2 separate regions of the Sus scrofa genome follow, and region 1 is linked to region 2. A link is a contact called in public Hi-C data. All regions are on one chromosome and are shown on one strand. The core of a region is the stretch at or near the end of the contact, and the rest is flanking DNA. Distances in the headings are between cores, read along the strand shown. Region 1 has its middle 69 kb from the start of PROK2. Region 2 overlaps EIF4E3 (eukaryotic translation initiation factor 4E type 3).

Evidence for each region. Hi-C and Micro-C count contacts between places; a contact is called where the count stands out from the background.
Region 1: a contact with region 2 is called in a Hi-C map of embryonic fibroblasts, with 4 times the contacts expected there. The contact joins two enhancer-like sites. A contact is called at or near these places in 23 of 47 Hi-C or Micro-C datasets (adipose tissue, alveolar macrophages, blood and 14 more) and 2 of 2 datasets of contacts at active chromatin or transcription factors (alveolar macrophages and skeletal muscle).

Annotation. Positions count from the first base shown.
Region 1 is chr13:53,252,053-53,254,809 of Sscrofa11.1, reverse strand. No RefSeq gene overlaps it. Among named protein-coding and RNA genes, the nearest start is that of PROK2, 69 kb to the right of the region's middle. Within about 2 kb of position 1,504, at least 5 of the 83 cell types and tissues checked have an H3K27ac peak or open chromatin away from gene starts, as enhancers often do.
Region 2 is chr13:53,114,067-53,116,766 of Sscrofa11.1, reverse strand. All of the region lies in intron 2 of EIF4E3 (eukaryotic translation initiation factor 4E type 3), which reads left to right. Among named protein-coding and RNA genes, the nearest start is that of GPR27, 37 kb to the left of the region's middle. Within about 2 kb of position 1,281, at least 4 of the 83 cell types and tissues checked have an H3K27ac peak or open chromatin away from gene starts, as enhancers often do.

The DNA.
Region 1 (2,757 bases), core at 255-2,754, 140 kb before region 2:
ATTACCAGTCAGCAGGAGTTCCCCTTACAGCTCAGCAGGTTAAGAACCTGACTAGTATCCATGAGGATGCAGCTTTGATCCCTGGCCTCACTCAGTATGTTAAGGATCCATGTTGCCACAAGTTGCAGTGTAGGTCACAAACTCAGCTTGGATCTGGTGTTGCCGTGGCTATGGTGAAGGCCAGCAGATGCAGTTCTGATTCAACCCCTAGTCTGGGAACTTCCATATGCCACAGGTGTGGCCCTAAGAAGAAAAAAGAAAAAAGAAAAAAAAAAAAAGAATTAGCAGAAAAAAAGGAAAAAAAAAAGAATTAGCAGAGCAGAGTCTCTTTAAAAGTCAAAGGCAAAGACTGTGTATATTCCTATCTTGATATTAAAGTTGGTTGTAAACATACATATACATGCTAACTTATTTTTTCATTGGATCTCATTCTTGGGTATATTAAAAAAAAAAAAAAAACTGGATTCCTTCAGAGTGGGGCAAAATTACCCTCCAAAAGAACATTCTAATTTACGCTACTTTGGGGTAATTATAGTAAGACAGGGCTGCTTGAGAAAGTCTCTTTGGTCCATCACTTGGATTTTGTCTTTCAAGCTGAAACTTAATGCAGATGATCCCTGACTTACAATGGTTTGACTTGGGCTTTTCCAATTTGATGATGGTGTGAAAGTGATACACATTCAGTAGATGGTGTACCTCGAATTCTAAATTGTGTTTTCTCCCTGGACTCCCCATCTGCAGGGAGATTCTCTCTGGTGATGCTGGGCAGAGTCAAGGGCAGCAGGTCCCAGGCAGCCACAGATCACAAGGCAAACAACCAAATTACAAGCTTTCTCTACCCAGACATCCACTCCGTTTTTTACTTTCATTAGAGTCTCCAATAAACCACATGAGCTGCTCAACACTTTATTATAAAAAAAGCTTTGTGGTGTTCCTGTTGTGGCTCAGTGGGTTAAGACCCCAACTAGTATCCATGTGGATGTGGGTTCAATCCCTGGCCTTGCTCAGTGGGTTAAGGATCTGGCATTGCCATGAGCTGTGGTGTAGTTTGCAGGTGTGGCTCAGATCCCATTTTGCTTTGGCTGTGGTATAGGCTAGCAGCAGCAGCTCTGATTTAACCCCTAGCCTGGGAATATCCATATGCCGTGGGTGCAGCGCTAAAAAGGAAAACACAAAAAAGACTTTGTGTTGGATGATTTTGTCCAATTGTAGACTTGGGTAAGTGCTCTGAGCACATTTAAGGTAGGTTAGGCTAAGCTGTGATGTTCAGTAAATTAAGTGTATTAAATGCATTTCGATGTGAGATATTTCCAACTTATGATGGGTTTATTGAGGGATTCCTCCCCGCCCCCATCAGTCAAGGAAGATCTATTATCTGCATTTTTGTAAAGCCACATTTTTAAAATTTCCACAATAGTTCTCTCATAATCAGACTATGCAGCACGTGGAGACATTTGGCCACTTGCTGAATGAAGGAGCTAGGAGGCAGTGTTGTACTGCAGTCTGACACTTGGGGGATTAAATTGCAAATGGGCCACTCACTGTTCTGTGGTTTGGGAGCAGTTTAACGTCTCAGAGTCTTGGTTTCTTAATCTGTAAAATGGGGATTATGAGACCTGCTTTTTAATATTGCAGCATAGATAAGACAAAGTACTGGGGTGATAATAAATTGAATATTAGGGGGATGATTATTATTATACAGTTATTATTCAAATATAATAAATTGAATATTGAGGAATTAAACGTCATGCTCACTCATTTTTCTTTGGAATTATACGGCAGGTCAGCAACCACATAATCAGTCTTTAGATTGTTCTGTTCTTTCCTGCCCCTAAGGGCTGAGCAAAAGCATAAAATAGCTGAAGGCTTCTTATTACGCATATATGCACATGTGTGTGGATGTTTATGCATGTACGTGTGTGTCAGCATCTCAGCTGCAAAGATTATTTCCTTTATCAACCATTTCCTTCCCGATCACCTCAGTCCCCTCTGTTTCCGTTTCATGAGACTGGAAGCTTCACAGACATCTCCTGCTTATTTCTCAGTGATATGTATCAATGGAAGAGAAAGCAAAGTCTTGGAGGGGAAAGGCAGCTTGGATTTAAAGCCCTAACTTGATGCAGCCTTCCAGCTCTCTGAGTAGCCAAACTCTCATTTCCTTGCAGTCTGACTTGGAGCCAGGCCTATGGTGTCATTCTGGGGCTGGCAATGGACTTGTCAGGAAGGACAGAGCCAGCATCTGCCTTGCCTGGTAATTAAAGCCCTGATCCTCCACCATTGGCTCCACTGTCATTGCAAAGAGATAGCGGGTTCATTCAGCACCCCTGGAAATGGCAAGAGAATCACTGTATCCACTGATACTCTTCTTACTTTTCTTTTTCTTTATTTTTTGGCCATGCCCATGGCATACGCACTTTCCCAGGCCAGGGGTTAAACCCACACCACCACAGACCCCCAAGCCACAACACTGACAATGCCAGATCCTTAACCACTAGGCCACCAGGGAACTCCCTTTTCTTTTTTTAAGTTAGAAAGCCACAAAGCCGCAATGAAATCACTGAAAATGTCAGCCCCACACTGCCGATTTTATTTGGCTATTGTGTATGTGGTGGTGGTAGGGGGGTTGTTCTTGTTTTTTGTCTTTTTAGGGCAAAAAATTTTGTCTTTTTAGGGCACAGGACATATGGAAATTCCCAGGCTAGGGGTCGAATTGGATCACAGCAACACCAGCCATGTCATGAGCCATGTCTATGAATT
Region 2 (2,700 bases), core at 32-2,531:
GTTCAGATCCCGCGTTGCTGCGGCTCTGGCATAGGCTGGTGGCTACAGCTCCGATTGGACCCCTAGCCTGGGAATCTCCATATGCCGTGGGAGTGGCCCTAGAAAAGGCAAAAAGACAAAAAAAAAAAAAAAAAAAAATCACAAAGGTGAGCCCTTACTCCATCACTGACCAACCCCACCCCATTAAGGTTTAGCCGCACCTGGTCAGTGTTACAAGATATGCTATATACCCTGCCCCAGACCTACTTCCTCAGACCTTTGGGGTAGAGTAGGCATTTGTAACAACTGCCCAAAATTTGACAGTCACTTTTCTGATTATGGATCAGATTAACTGAGCATATTAGTTGCCAGTCACCCTTGTAGGTGCTGAGGATGCAAAGGTAGCAGCATGGACCTGGGCCTCCCAGGGGGGGTGCGTCACATCAGTAGCATCAGTGAAGAGCTCAAAGGGGTACTGACTTTCCACTCCTTTCAGGGCGGAACACCTTCAAAGGATTCCAACAGTGGCTCCCTAATAGCAAATGTAATGGGGATGTGGTGGGATCAGGCTTGACAAAGAGGATTCCCAGGTCATCCTTGTTACTCCAGGAGTCGCCTCCTGGGATGAGGCATGGGAGGCCTTGGGTGATAGGAAGAAAGTGGCTGGCACCTCCACTTTTCCCATTATTTTCCCCTATTCTTGCCTTTCTGAACCCACAAGCTCTCTTAATGCCCAGAATTAAACTTTCTGTAAGAGGCAAAGTGTTTCTGGCTAGATCAGGCAGGGAAAGGCCTTGACCTAGGGACTTCTGGCCTATCCAGCTGTGGGTTGTAGTTGCCTCCTACAGCTCGGCCTCAGGGCCCTGAGCAGCCTCACTCAGAAAAGTTACTCGCCCTTGTTGTACTGCTTCTTGAAAATATATTTTCCTATTTTCAGTATTCCTAACACCATTTTATTATTTCCAGACCCAAGACTGCTGGCAAGACTTGGGTGACCTGGCATGGTGGCAGTTGAGAACCTGGCCTTTTTTAGTTCGTTTGTCACCTCTCAAACTATTCTACATCTCTTTTACTGCACCTCTCTGTGCTAAAGGACTAATTAGATATCGAGATAAAAAGAGTCCCTGTTACTACTGTCAAGGAACTCCTAGGCCAGGAGTGACACTAGACAGAAACAAGAAAAAATGAAATAAATATGCAAAAATAAAGCATTCAGATTATGCAGACAGTTTCAATAGATGCATCATTAAATGTTAGTAGTAGGCCCTGGCCCAGTTTTGCAGGTGACTCTCAAACAGGAAGCTGGTGTACCCACAAGCCACAGATCTATCTAAAAAAGTGATTACAGGAGTTCCCATCGTGGCTCAGCAGAAACAAATCTGACTAGCATCTTCGAGGATGCAGGTTCAACCCCTGGCCTTGCTCAGTTGGTCAAGGATCTAGCATTGCGTGAGCTTCGGTATAGGTCGCGGACGAGGCTTGGATCTGACATTGCTGTGCCTGTGGCATAGGTCAGCAGCTACAGATCCGATTCAGCCCCTAGCCTGGGAACCTCCATATGCTGAGGGTGTGGCCCTAAAAAGCAAATAAAGTAAAAGTGATTGCAGTGAAATCGTCTTTAATGGCATGAACAATGTACAAGGGATGTGGCCTTCATCAAGTCTCTGGGCGTGTGCAGATTTTCTCTCTGATGGCGGAAGCTGATGTTAGTAAATTCAACGGAAGACTGACTTTTAGTAGACATATCCCTGGCTCTGAAGTTTTCCCCTCTTAGGTTATTCTCTTGGCCAAAATGAAATGATCTCTCACGTAAAGTGAATCAGTGTCATCATTCTTTTTTCCCCAAATATTTACTGCGTGCATGGAGCCTGTGTACCTTGGCTGTCCTGTACCATATATAATATTTTAAACATCTTTTTCCACTTTAACCTGTTAACGTTCACAACTGTTCACTTGGGTGTACTGGGCAACAGGCTAGGAGCTAAGGGTGTGTAATTACCCCCCGAGTCCTCACCATACTGAAGTAGCATGTGCCAGCAACATTTTACAGATGAGACAGTTGAAGCCCAGAAAAGTCACTTCCCCTGCGGTCACACAGCTAACTGAGAACAGAAACAGAATTTGAATTAAGGATCATGTGACCCCAACCAGCGGCATCCATCACCTCACTGAATACTGCTTCCCTGTGAATATGAACAATGAATGGGACACATATCATAAAATAGGGGCCCTGGATAGGACTCGAGAGGTCATCTGGGCCTGTCCCTTAATTCCTCCTGTAAGGAAATTGGGGGCCAGAGTTATGGAAGATAATTAAGTCAGGGGAACTCCACCTAAAATTCATATTTAAGTGCCTTTTAGGATTCTCCTTCGCATTTAACAATAACCCTATCTTAATCATCTCTTTGAGTGATGAAAAAAATGCATCTGTGAGAATAATGATTTTTTTTAATGTTTTTCTGATAATGCTATCTATAGTTCATTAGCTTTTATTTCCCAGGTTGTTCACATTCTTTGCTTTAGATGATGTAAGCCAAGTTTCAAACTTTTATGTATAGAGAGATCACCCAAGATTTAGCATGCATCACATGGGGCCTGGAGGCTCTGTGGGTCTAACCACCTTCCAGGTGATGCTTCTGGTTGGTGGACTATGCTTTAAGTGGGATGGATTCGAGCAGGGTTTGCAAAAACCTTTTCAGCTTCTTTTCTTTGTAGGACGTA